Linked DNA regions of Arachis hypogaea: region 2 is linked to region 1. A link is a contact called in public Hi-C data. All regions are on one chromosome and are shown on one strand. The core of a region is the stretch at or near the end of the contact, and the rest is flanking DNA. Distances in the headings are between cores, read along the strand shown. Region 1 holds the start of LOC112754661. Region 2 holds the start of LOC112757369.

Region 1 (6,631 bases), core at 2,055-4,554:
TTTTTAATCGATACTTCTAAATTTCTCAAAATGATATATATGTATAATCAAAGCATAGGTAAGTATGCTTTTACCACATTGAAACACAATCATGGAGGATCTACTGAAAAATCACAAATATGCACGTCCACAACATAAAATATGCAAATCAGAACTTTGAAAATCCCTGCATGTGTAAGAATAAGTATTTGTGAGTTTAGTATTTTGAATACGCTACATGTCCAAAAACAATAATTATCAAGAAACTGACAAATTTAACAAGAAAAAAATGCAAACATTTATAAAATACTAGAATCCAAACTCACCATGCAATTCAGGGTTGTGTCACTGAGCAAGAAACAACGTTAATGGAGTGCATGAAAAACATAAACTGTAAGGTAGTAAAAGATGCAAATATTTTCAGATGAAAAAAGCAAACTACTATAGTCTTTGGCTATGCAATGCAATGTGAATTGTTAGAGAATATAACGGTGGCTTCATGACACCCATACTTATAATATCGAGATTGTAGTCTTTGGGTGTCAGCAACGGAAAGAGGATAAGCCAGAACACAGAGTCAGTGAGCATTATAGCACCTGCACAAATCTATATATTCAATAGATAATGAAAAATAATGCTAAAAGCCTTTTATGTTTGATGAAAAATGAAAAATGTATTCCAGGATCTTATCAGAGTCACCTGAAAAATTATTTGAAAAATGTAACCCCATAAACTGGCAATTTCACTAGCATGGGGATGTTGATGAACATTTGGACTCTTGGGAATGCCTTGCTCTGCATCCAAATAAGCATGATTCACTGTGCAAACTTCAAATAACATGATGTTTTACATGTGTCAGCGAAAGAAATGCATAAAAAATAACCAATGCCAAGAAAGAACACTTACTTCTCTGATATTCTTGCGCCAATTCTTTGTAATCTGTTGGATCCCTTTCAACAAATCATATAATTATAACCTAATTGAATCACCAACTTGGCATAACAAACATCAAATTCATTCACACTATCACAATATCTGAAGTTAATTTAGCTTTAGAGTCAGAAACCTCAAAACATTTTTTTGGGGGGGGGGGGGGGGAGGTTAAGAGTCAGTAGCTTGAGTGCTAGTGAATGTAGCATGAGGATCTGAGAATGATGAACTCCATTCTAGAAGAAAATGAAGGGCAGATAAGTAGGTTTATTGGGAGGAAGATGGAATTGGCATGTGCACTTACTTTAAGCTGCTACTTCTGCTTTCAGCTATAATGCTCCCTCTCAATCTAACTGTCTCAACTCTCAGCTCACCACCACCGTTTTTCATTTTTGGTCTTTGGGTATAGGCTACACTAGAATCGAGACTACAAACTATATTTGGGCCTAAATTGGACAAAACAGACGCAATATGGACAAACATTAACTCGATTGGTCCAAAAAAAAGTAGCGTCTTTTTTGAAAGTTTTGGATAAGGCAACACGAAACGGTAGCCCCTGGTGTTATTTAACACGTGATTTGCAGCGGAGGCCTAGCACAGATGACACATTTATATGCCTCTTTCAAACTGTACCCGGGTTCAAATTTCAACTGAGGTTGGATGTTGTTTAAAGAACCCACAATACATATGTAATGTGTGTGAGTGTGTTATGTGTGTATCTGAAGTATGGGTATAATGCGGTAATAGAGCTGACATTAGGCGTGTACATGGGTCGGGCCACATTGGATTTGACTTAGCCCAGACCTGATCCGAAATATAGACCGGATATAATTTTTAGACCCTAATCCGATCCTAGACCCGATAAAACTTACGCACCTTCAGGCTGGGTGAAAACAGGGTCTTTAACATGTAAAAATCTTCTAATCCCCAACCATTATTTCACAATTCACATAGTAAAATTCACTTAGAAAAATATAACAAGAACCAACCCTTCTCTAAAATTAAAGCATAATCAATACTAATATTGTCTAATAACACCAAATATTTAAATCAATACAAATAACACAATATTATCCATTAGTCTAAAGTCTTATGCATTTTAAATATAAAACATTAAGTTATAATCTTATAATGATTAATAACACAAAATATTAAGGTTTACAATATTTAAATTCCACATAAGAATAGCCATCATCCATCACTAATAACACAAAATATTAATTGTGTATGATGATTGGGCCATCGGGTCGAGTTCGGGTGACCCGAGCTATGGCCCGGACCCGACCCGAAATAATGACCGGGTCTATTTTTGAGATCCTTACCCGACCCTAGACCCAATGAAATCACACTAAATTAGTACCTAAAGTGTTCGGGACCGGATCGGGCCGGACCATGTACACCCCTAGCTGACATGCTGGCTCTATAGTGTTAGATCTAGGGATGGCAATTTTTTTCGACGGGACGGATATCCGCAGAGATTTACTTGCCGGAAGACGGGTATGAGATTTTTTCCTACACGTGGGGACAGGGAACAGGGACCCATTAATTACACGGGGTTGGGGCGGAAAAAGAGGTCCCCACCCCTCAGGAATCCGTATAATAACCGTTTATATGATATTACAAAAATATCCCTCTTTTATATATATATATATATAATTAAAGAACCTTAATTCCCTTACTCTCCCAGTGACCCAATCTTTATGCCATCACTCGTTCCTCTCTTCACACTCATTACCGGCGAGATTGCGTCCTGTTCCCCATCACCGTTGCATCGTGCTTCTCCATCCTATTCACCATCTCTCGGTACCTCCACCTTGACTCAGTCTTTGCTACACCGACTGCTTGTTTACGCTGCCAATCCCTCGTTGTTGTCGCAACCGGTCTTTCTCGTCGTTGCTCCTTCTTCCTCACCTTCCTCCGTCGCTGCTACCACTCACTTTCTTTCTCTCAGTGTGTCGCTCGCTACTTCTTACTCACAGCTTCGCCGCTGCCTCCACCTTTGCTCCGTGACGAAGCCTCAAATTTATGACTCTGCGTCGCCTCTGCTCAGCGAAGATGACGACGACTCTGCTCCATAGCCGGCCACCTTACAATATGTTGGATGTTTCTGTTGATTGAAGACATTGGTTTTAATATATGTTTTGATTTTTAATTGATGAAACTGCTATGAAATTGGGTTTAGTTGAATTCTGTTAATGTAAAATTAGGATTAGGCATGGTTTTGAATACTCGATCGGGTTGACCGATCCGACCAGAAACCAGACACCTTGTGATTCGGTCTTAAAGAGAAAACCATAATTCTAAAAACTGTTTGTGAACCGGTCGAGAACCGGCTGGTCGGATTGAACCGGGACCCGGCCGGTTTACAGAAACGCCATCTTTTTGAACTTAGAGCATAGAATCGCGCGACCTTCCTTCATCCTTCCTCTTTTCTTCAGTTCAAAATTCACCAAATCAGAAAGAAAGCTAAAAACTGAAACCCTGAAACCCTAGCTTCTCCACCACCGACGCAGGGACCGTCGTCCGACGCTCAGGCACCACGGTCGTCGTCTGGTCGTGCGCTCTTCTTCCTCATTCAACAATCGCACCTTCTTCCTCGAGTTCGGCGTCAGTCCCTTGCCTTTGTCTGCTCCGTCGCGTTCCTGCCGCCGTCTGTCGCGCTCAGGCACCAACGTCTTCGTCCGGTCGTGGTGCTCGAAGTTCCAACCCACCAATCGCAGCTTCTTCCTCGAGCTCGTTGTCTTGGAGTCTGCCCTTCGTTTGTTCAGCTGCAGCTTCTTTCAACCCACCAGCGTCTTCGAGTCGTTCTCGTCGCCTGGCCTCCGCCTCCGTCGCGCTTCTGCCCCTCTGCTCAGACTGCTCAGAAGTCAGAACGAAGGTTTAGGATTCTGCCAGTGCTACTCAGATTGGTTTCTTCGTTTTTCTTTTGAATTTTTCGTTCTTGGTTCTTTGTTCTGCTACTGCTAGCGCTATTCAGATTGAATTGTTGAATGATTTGCTCTGCTCACTGCTGTGCTGTACTATGTTTTGTTGCCTTTTTTTTTTTGTGCTGTGCTAAAACAAATTGTGCTGAAATTGTCCTGATAGCCTGAAACCTTGATAATCCTTGTTAATCTTTGGAAAAGTTTGTTGCTGCTGTGTAACTTTCAATTGTTCCTGCTGGTGTTGTTGCCTTATTTTAAATTTGAATTGGTGGTGGTGTTGTCTTACAATTTGCTATAATTTGTTAATTTGGTTTAATTTTTCTACTGTGCTGATCTTTGTTTAAATTATTCTCTGTTCATTGTGTTAACCGTTATTGTGAACTTGTTAATTTTCTAATTGTTCTTGTGCTGAATGTTAACTTGTTTTAATTCTTCGTTGTGCTTGTCCTTGTGGTTCAAATTCTCCTTATTTGAAGGCTTTCTTTTTTGTTCTGGATAAGCCTGCATTTGGCTTAGATGAACTTCTCTATGATGCTGTTTCTATATATGAAGAATATTTAATTATATTGTAATTCTAAGTCATTCAATTCTTCTATTAAGTATTATGCATCTAGATTCATTTTATTGCCATTTGTCAGTGATTAATTGAACTCCAATTCATTTTATTGCCTCTAATTCGTTTGTCTTAGTTTAAGGTGGATATATGAGATTTTAAATATGGTGATATGGTGAAAAAGTTTTATTTTGATTTACTATCTTATTTTCCCATATAAAGTATGAGTATCATGCCATGATGCAATAATAATTTAATCTTAGTCATCAAATGATATATATCATGCTACTTGGATGTTTGCTTCTTGTTTCCTAGGAAGTTCATCAGTTTCTTGGCTGTCCCTTTTAATACGTCGAGACTTCATTTATCTGAGTTTTGGCAAATGCTACACTATTTATATGTGTTTTGGCAAATGCTACACCATTTCTTCTAAAGTTTGAATAATATTTTGATGTTTGTACTTTTTTAGGGTGTTTATTTATTATTTTATTATAAACAGTTTTTCTGGTTTAACCACAGTTGGACCGGTTGGAACAGTGAATCAATGACTAGAGCGGTTCGATGACCAGTCCAGTTTTCAGAACCTTGGGTTTAGGTTTAGGGTTTGCATTATGTTAATTGATAAATTTGGGTTTAGAGTTAGATTCTGTTGCTGTGAAACTGGGTTTAGGGTTTGGATTCTTATTATGAAATTGGGATGAGACTGGGTTTACGGGTTGGATTCTTATTGTGAAATTGGGACATTTAATTATAATACTGAGTTTAGGATTTTGATTCTGTTAATTATCTTTCTTTTTCAATTTTTTTTTCCGGATATCCACGGAGACCCCGTTCTCCGGCGGATACGGAGTCCCCGTTACCTGTCACGCGGACGGGGACGGGGACGAATTATGTATGGCTGGGGTGGGGACAGGGGGCAGGTGGTATGTTCCCGCCCCCATGGAGACCCGTTTCCATCCCTATGTAGATCCATCGGGACGAAACCAAAACCTTGGTTCTGCCACCCCGTAACTCAACTAGTATCTTTGCCCTTACTATTCTCTCTCTCTCTCTCTCACTCTCTCTCTCTCTCTCTCTCTCTCTCTCTCTCTCTCTCTCTCTCTCTCTGGTGTTTTCATTTCTCTTCTTCCTCACTCTCTCAGGCAATGGAAGAATTGGACCAGTGGAAGGAACAACTTCTCCATTGGTGGAGCCTAGCCGAAGAGCAACTTCGGCAGGTTCCCCCATTTCAGCTCTACGCCACCGCTGCCATCCTCGTTTTCACCACCCTGCTGCTCCTATCATGTCAGCTTCCCCATATTCTTGTACATTTCTTTTTTTATTTTTTTTTGTGATAGGTTTTGATGATGGATTTTGTTGCTTGCAGTGCGGTTGTTGAAGCGTGCCAAGTCCAACACCGTCGTATTGACTGGCCTAAGTGGTGCCGGCAAAACTGTTCTCTTCTATCAGGTAACACTCCCAATTCACATGTTCTTCGGTTCATAGTTGAATTCGTATCATGTAGTTTCTAAATTATTGCTGTTCTAGTTTGCTTTGCTTAATGAATTGTTGCTATCATCTTGAACAAAAAGAATATTCACGGTTAGATAGTGAAACACTCTTAAGCAATGTTGTTACATTATCAGGTGCCATTAGATTGTTGAATAGAATATTGCTTTCTATGATTTATTGTGTTTACTCTTAATTTTGCCCATTGTGTGTAAATGGAATTTCAGTACACTATGCAGCAAAAGAACCTGCATTTCCCATGCTAATATAATGTTATTGAAGTACTTCTTCTGCCTCTATCAGCTTAGGGATGGCTCTATCCATGGGGGGACTGTTACGTCAATGGAACCTAATGAGGAGACTTTTGTTCTTCATTCTGAAACAACAGAGGTAAGACACTAGGATTTTGCCCTTTAATACATGTACATAAATAAATGGAATTAAACATGATTTTTTATGTGTATTTCATTGTGCTTTCCATTCTGTATGAAAATGCCTTAGGTTTTTTTCATACACAAGCCTTGGATGGGTAGTCAAGTTATTTGAAATTATGTCTATTTTATTTTTCGTTATACTTGTTGGTTGATTGTGGAATTAAACATACTAGAACTGATCTTGTCTCTTGTTTCTTTGATAGAAGCGGAAGACAAAACCCGTTCATGTTGTCGACGTCCCGGGACATTCTCGTCTTCGCCCCAAATTGGATGAATACTTGCCTCAAGCTGCTGGCATAGTTTTTGTTGTTGATGCTTTGGAT
Region 2 (6,631 bases), core at 2,861-5,360, 130 kb after region 1:
AGCAAAAAGAATAATCCTTCTGCAAAGAAAAGAAAAAGGTAGGGAATAAAAGGTCTCCTTGGCGGATACCTCTATTTGGTTTAAAAAAAACCAAAAGGTTAACCTTCAACAACAACAGAGTAAGAAACTGTAGTCACCGTCTCCTGTATCCAACCAATTCATCTAGATTTAAATCCCAATTTCTCTAAAATGAAAGAAAGAAAATGCCACTCAACACGATCATAGGCTTTGCTCATATCCAATTTAACAGCCATTTCAATCGATAGGCCCTTCTTCTTTATCTTTAAATAGTGCATACATTCATGAGCGACTAGGACATTGTCTGAAATCAATCTACCCTTAATGAAGGTACTCTGATTAAGGCTGATTAGCGAAGTCATAAATTTCTGTAGCTGATGGACTGGTACTTTAGAAATAATCTTATACACAGCTGAGGAAAAGCTAATGGGTCTAACTTGTGTCATATACTTTGCATAAGAAATTTTAGGAATGAGACAGATTTGTATATGGTTGAAGCTCTTGCGTAGTCTACCACTGACAAAGAAACTGCGGACAGCCTTAAAAATATCCTCCCCTACTAAACTCCAATAGAATTGAAAAAATTTAGCCGTAAATCCATCATCACCAGGGGCACTTTGGAGGTGAACACTAAAAACCGAACGTTTTACCTCATCAAAACTGACCGATCTAGTTAATTTTCTATTCATGGTTGCTGAAACTTTGGTTTCAAAATCTTCAAATGGATGTGCTAGATTAGCTTGGCCAATCGATGTGAAGACATCCTTGAAGTATGTTTCAGCTACTTGTGCAATTTTCTCACAGATGGTAGTATACGTACCATCATTCTTTTTCACTTTCCAAATTTTATTTTTCCAGATTTTGGATTAGAATGATTAAACTTGTATTTTTGTCCCCTTCTTTTAGCCACTTTTTATACGAGATTTCTCCCTCCAATAGCTTTCCTCCCTAAAATAAGCATCCTCAAGTTTATTTTCTAAGACTTCAATCTGTTCTCCCCCTGTAATACCCTCCTCTCTAAAGATTTTAAATTGAGATGTGAGTTTACCAATGTCCTTCTTTAAATTAAATTTGTTCTGTTGCTGCCATTGAACAATATAGTGCATACAATGCTTCAATTTTTGTGCCAAAACAAATATTGCTGAGTCATCCACACATTCCTTCTAAGCTTCGGTGATAATTACCCTAATTTCTTCTAAATCACACCACCTCTTCTGAAACTTAAACCTCCGTTTAGATTTTTCTATGGCCGGATTTGTATCAAGGAGGATAGGCGCATGATCCGAACCATTTTCTATGAACCAAGACAGCATGGCTGACGAAAAACGATCCGTCCACTCATCGTTCACAAGTGCACGGTCAAGCCGCTCCCTGATTTGGTCCTGCCCTCGTCGCCTATTAGTCTAAGTGAGCCTTCTCCCAATCATACCAAAGTCCTTCAGTCCACCACTATCAATAAAATGCACAAATTCAGAAATAGATGAAGTTGATTTTAACCCCCCTCCTTCTTTCTCATCGAGGCTCACTATAGCATTAAAATCACCCATAATTACAACATTTTCAAGGAAACGTTGTACAAAAGAGAAAAGTTCTGTGTATTGGGTAGAACGAATCCCATCCAAGCTATTTAAATGTACCCCAATCAGCTTCTAAGAAAAGTTCAAAGCAGGATCAGTTACCTAGGCAGCTATGAAAAACTCTTTTTCAGCAAGAACCTCAACCGTTGTGCCCTCCTACCTTGCTAAAGCTAATCCACCAGCTGTACCCGTCGGACTAACAATCTTTTTGTCTGTAAAATGACAAGATCTCAACTTATTTTCTACCAGACGAGATTGGTTTTTTGTTTCACATATAAACATAATTTTGAGGGAGTGGGATTGACATATCCCTTTAAGGTTATAGACTGTCAGAGATCTCCTCAAACCCCATTCCATAAAAGAACTTTCATGGCGAATTAAAGAAAAAGAATAAAGAAGAGAATAAAGAAAGAAACTTTGTTTTGGGAATAAAGAATTCTCATGACAAAAGTTAAACATTGACTTAAAGGGCATAAAAACTCTATTTTAAGAAAAAACCTAACCGAACAATTGAAAAGAGTATATACTCCACATATATAACGAGATTGCTATGTTAAAGGTTTAATTTTTGAGAATTTTTATGTGCTTATATCACTTTTGCGATTTTTGTTTTATTCTGCCATACAAATCAATGGTTTGTTGAGGCTAGCTTATTAGATTCTCAGTAATTTGTTTGCTTTTATTATTTTTGGGTATTATGAAATTATCTAATAGAATAGAACATGACAGATTAAGCTTTTATGTGCGGTTATGTGCAGTACTAATTGCAAGTACTTTTTTTGTACTTCAATCTTAAGTTGCAAATGTCTTTTCACCTGAAAAATTATGATCCAAATTGATTTAACATATTTTTAATTATTCTGTTAGTTTTTATAATTTTACTAAATTTTTAATTAAATTTTTATAACTTTTTTTAATTTAATTCTTACACTACTTTTAATTTTATAGACAGTTTGTAAAAAATTTGTAACCATACAAAGAGAGTCAAAATGGCATTCGGATATATACCATTGAGAATCTCATGGCAAAGTTTCATTGGGATGGAAGACCATCATCTCTGCAGCATTTATTTGATGCAAGTTTAATGAGTATATATATGTGCCTCTGCCATGAAGTTGGAGGTTTATAATTTGGATCTAACCACACCTGTGTTCTTAAGTGTATTGATTATTCCTGTTTTTATCGGTTTATCACTTTGATTTGATATAGTTCTCAGGAGTTATGATAATCCTAGTTCATAGTTAAAGATAATTTAAATTCATTTGTCACAATGAGGTTACTTTATGCCAAGCATGATTAGCGATATATATAGAGGAAAATTAAAGATTGGTTTAGTGGTTGGCACATTTGCATATTAGTAGATGCAGTATTTTATCTTCATGATTGATTCTATAATCGCCATTTAAATTTGGTGCTTTCAAGTTCAACGGACTGTTTAATATTAAGTTATATTGGTATCTAAATGTGTGGAAAAGCATATCCATGAAAAGCTGTGGAATCAGGAGCGATTTTATAAGATGAGGAAGAAGATATTATGGCGATTTTACAAGCACAAAATGAGAAAATAGCGGTGAAGAGAAGGCTGGCAAAGCAGAAGGAAAATGCGAGAAGGAGTCGGCCAAAAAATCAAAATAAGGTGAGCAAAATTTTGTTTAAATGATTATGAGCTGTTGGAATATTAGGGGGTGGAGGGGACGGTAAATTGAGCATGCTGAAATCTTTGAAGAGTAAATATAACTTGAACATGTTGGGATTGATTGAAACAAAAAAAGAAGTGATTACTAAATATGAGGTTGCAAGGCTTTGGGGATCTAGTACTGCTGGTTGGGAGTTTGTGGAATCTGTAGGAACGGCGGGGGTCTGTTATTAATTTGGGATGATGGAGTGTTTCAAGTACATCACAGCTATAAAGGTGAGAGGTGGCTGTGTGTTGAAGGCGTATTAACAAGGACCAACTTCCGCTGTGCTTTTTGTTTGGTGTACGGGGCGCATGGGAGGGAGGCAAAGAAGGGGGTGTGGGAGGAACTGAGTTATGTGGCGGGGCTGTGTCAGGTTCCTTTCTGTTTTTTAGGGGACTTTAATGAAATTTTACAAGTTGAGGATCGCAAAGGAGTTACTAGCTTGCCGGCATCATCGGAAGAGTTTAAGGGATGGGTGCATGACATGCAGTTAATAGATTTGCCTCTTACTGATAGGAAGTATACATGGTTTAGGGGGCGTTCCTGTAGTCGGATTGATAGGGTGATGGTTAATATTGAATGGACTGAGAAGTTTCCGGATATTAGGATAACAGGTGGCCCAAGGGGGCTGTCCGATCACTCCCGGTGATCTTGGAAGGTACAAGATTAGGGGGGGCCCTAGACCATTCAGAAGTTTGGGTTCCTGGTTTACGCACGAGGGATTTTTGAGAATGGTGAAGGATGAATGGTGAAGCCTCGGAGAAGCGCAGTTCACGTGCAAGCTGAGGGCTTTAACAATACCACTGCGGCAATGGCACAAGGATCACTTCCGGGACATGGATAAGAGACTCATGAGGTTTAAGGAGGAGCTCACCAGGCTGGACAATTTAGTTAGTGATGGGATTTATGATGGTACAACGGAGGCTAGAAGGAAGGCGCTTGTGAGCTTTTGTTCAAAATGGTACATTAGAAAGGAAATACACTGGAAACAGATGTCTCGGTCTAAGCATGCTACAAACATGGATAAGAATACCAGATACTTTCATAACATTGCTTCGGCCAGAAGACGGAATAACAAGATCGATGCAATGATGATACATGGAAGACTTGTGCGGAATCAGGCGAGAATAAAAGGTGCGATTAGAGGGTTCTACAAGGATTTATATAGACATGAATATGTTCCGAGGATTGGAATCAGGGATGGCTTAGTAAAGTGTATCCATAGGGATGAGGCTGAAGCTTTAGAAGTGATGCCGACGGATGAGGAAATCAAGGAGGCTGTGTGGGACTGCGAATCTTCCAAGGCCCCAGGGAGTAATGGGTATAACATGAACTTCATAAAGAAATGCTGGGAGGACATTGGGCCGGAGCTGCGGTAATGGGGTTCTTTCAAAGTGCGAAGTTGCCAACGGATGTCAATGTAACGTGGGTGACACTAGCTCCAAAGTTTGAAGGTGCAAAGGAGGTGAAGGATTTTCGGCCGATTAGTATGGTGGGGTGTGTATATAAAGTGATTTCGAAGGTGTTGTTGAGAAGAATGCGATCTGTGATGCCGGGGTTGGTCGGAGAGACTCAGACTACATTTGTAAAGGGAAGGAAAATTCATGATGGCGCACTCATAGCCTGCGAGACGGTTCATTGGCTGAAGACTCGGAAAAAGACAGCAGCCATTATCAAATTGGATTTTCAAAAGGCCTATGACAGAGTGAGATGGAGTTTTGTTGACATTGTGCTCCAGAAAATGGGCTTCGGCCAAAGATGGAGGAGTTGGGTGAAGGAGTGTGTTACTACGGCTACCATGGCAGTCTTGGTAAACGGGTCACCTTCCAAACCATTCAAGATGGAGAGGGGACTAAGACAAGGGGACCCACTTTTCTCCACTGCTGTTCGTATTAGTTGTCGATGTTTTGCATAGGATGTTGGGGGAAGCCGTCAGGAACGGACGTATTGCTCCACTGCTGGTAGGGGGAGATCATATTGAACTGTCGCACCTACAATTTGCAGATAACACTGTTTTGTTCTGCTCGCCAGAGATTGCAACAATTGTAAACTATAAGAGACTGTTCTGGTGCTTTGAGTTGATGTCTGGGCTGAGCATCAATTTTGATAAATCGAATCTGATATCAGTGAACTGTGAGCAAAGATGGATTGATCAGGCATGTGGACTACTGGGATGCTAGCAAGATGCTCTACCGGTTAGATACTTGGGAATTTCTCTAGGTGCGAATCCGCGCTTGGTGAAGACTTGGAAACCAATCATTGATAAGGTGGAACAGAAGCTTAGCTTGTGGAAAGCAAAGGTTTTGAACAAATCAGGTAAGCTGGTCCTTATCAAATCGATACTGAATAGTCTCCCCATATATTACCTTAGTCTGTACAAGATGCCGAAGGCGGTGGCGGACAAGCTGATCGCTTTACAACGGAACTTTATGTGGTGCAAGGAGAACGGGAACTATGGTATACCTATGGTTAAGTGGGAGCTAGTTCAGGCTCCAAAAAAGGTTGGGAGCTTGGGGGTTGGTGATGCAGTGCTGAGAAACACAACGCTTCTGTTTAAGTGGTGGTGGCGGTTTTCAAAGGAGGATTACCCGTTGTGGAAGAAGATTGTTTGTTCGTGCAACAAGTTGAACCCGGATGTAATGTTAGCAACTCAGCCTTTACCAGTAAAAGGAGGGCCTTGGAAAGACATATGTCAGCTGAATATAAAAGAACCGCGGATTCGAGATAAAGTGGTAAGTGGACTGGCAATGGAAGTAGGTGGTGTTCTCAAAGGAAGTTATCCGAGACTCTACTCTTTCTCAAGCCAGCAAGGACTTGTCATTGGGGATTGTGGTTTTTGGGATGGGCTTGATTAGATATGGAATTTTCAATGGAGGAGAGAGTTGTTCCAATGGGAGCTGGAACTTGTCAATCAGCTTCATGAGAGGTTAAGGCCAGTGAAGTTGTCATCAGGTCGGGAGGACAATGTGGTGTGGAAGTATGAAAATAAAGGTGTTTTCTCTACTAGTTCTGTGATACAGGCTATACAAGCGGAGACCTGTCAGCTGAGATAACGAGTTATAGTTTCACGAGTTCCATTTGGAAAGGTTTCGTACCTCCGAGAATTGAGCTCTTTGGGTGGTTTGTGCTAGTTGGTAGAGTTAACACCAAGGAGCAACTGACTAAACTAGGAGTCAACATTCTGGGTGATAGTATGTGTGTACTGTGTACCAACGAATTAGAATCTGTTGAGCATTTATTCCTTAGGTGTGAGGTAACATGGCAGGTGTGGTGCAAGTGGTTGAGGTCACTAGGAAGAGAGTGGGTGATTCCCGGAACCATTAAAGAAATGCTTGAGAGTTGGCATGGCATGCATAA

Evidence for each region. A called contact is a pair of places that touch in the nucleus more often than the background predicts.
Region 2: a Hi-C map of an unstated tissue shows a contact between it and region 1, with 5 times the contacts expected there. The contact joins the promoter of LOC112757369 here to the promoter of LOC112754661 in region 1. A contact is called at or near these places in 4 of 8 Hi-C or Micro-C datasets (leaf and an unstated tissue).

What each region holds. Positions count from the first base shown.
Region 1 is chr16:112,538,933-112,545,563 of arahy.Tifrunner.gnm2.J5K5, forward strand. LOC112754661 reads left to right here and starts at 3,305. Exons shown (of 7, transcript XM_025802363.3): 1 at 3,305-3,787; 2 at 5,529-5,670; 3 at 5,753-5,835; 4 at 6,178-6,264; 5 at 6,512-6,631. The coding sequence starts at 5,532.
Region 2 is chr16:112,667,279-112,673,909 of arahy.Tifrunner.gnm2.J5K5, forward strand. It overlaps LOC112757369, which reads left to right and starts at 4,111. Exons shown (of 1, transcript XM_025805956.1): 1 at 4,111-4,653. The coding sequence starts at 4,111. The coding sequence ends at 4,653.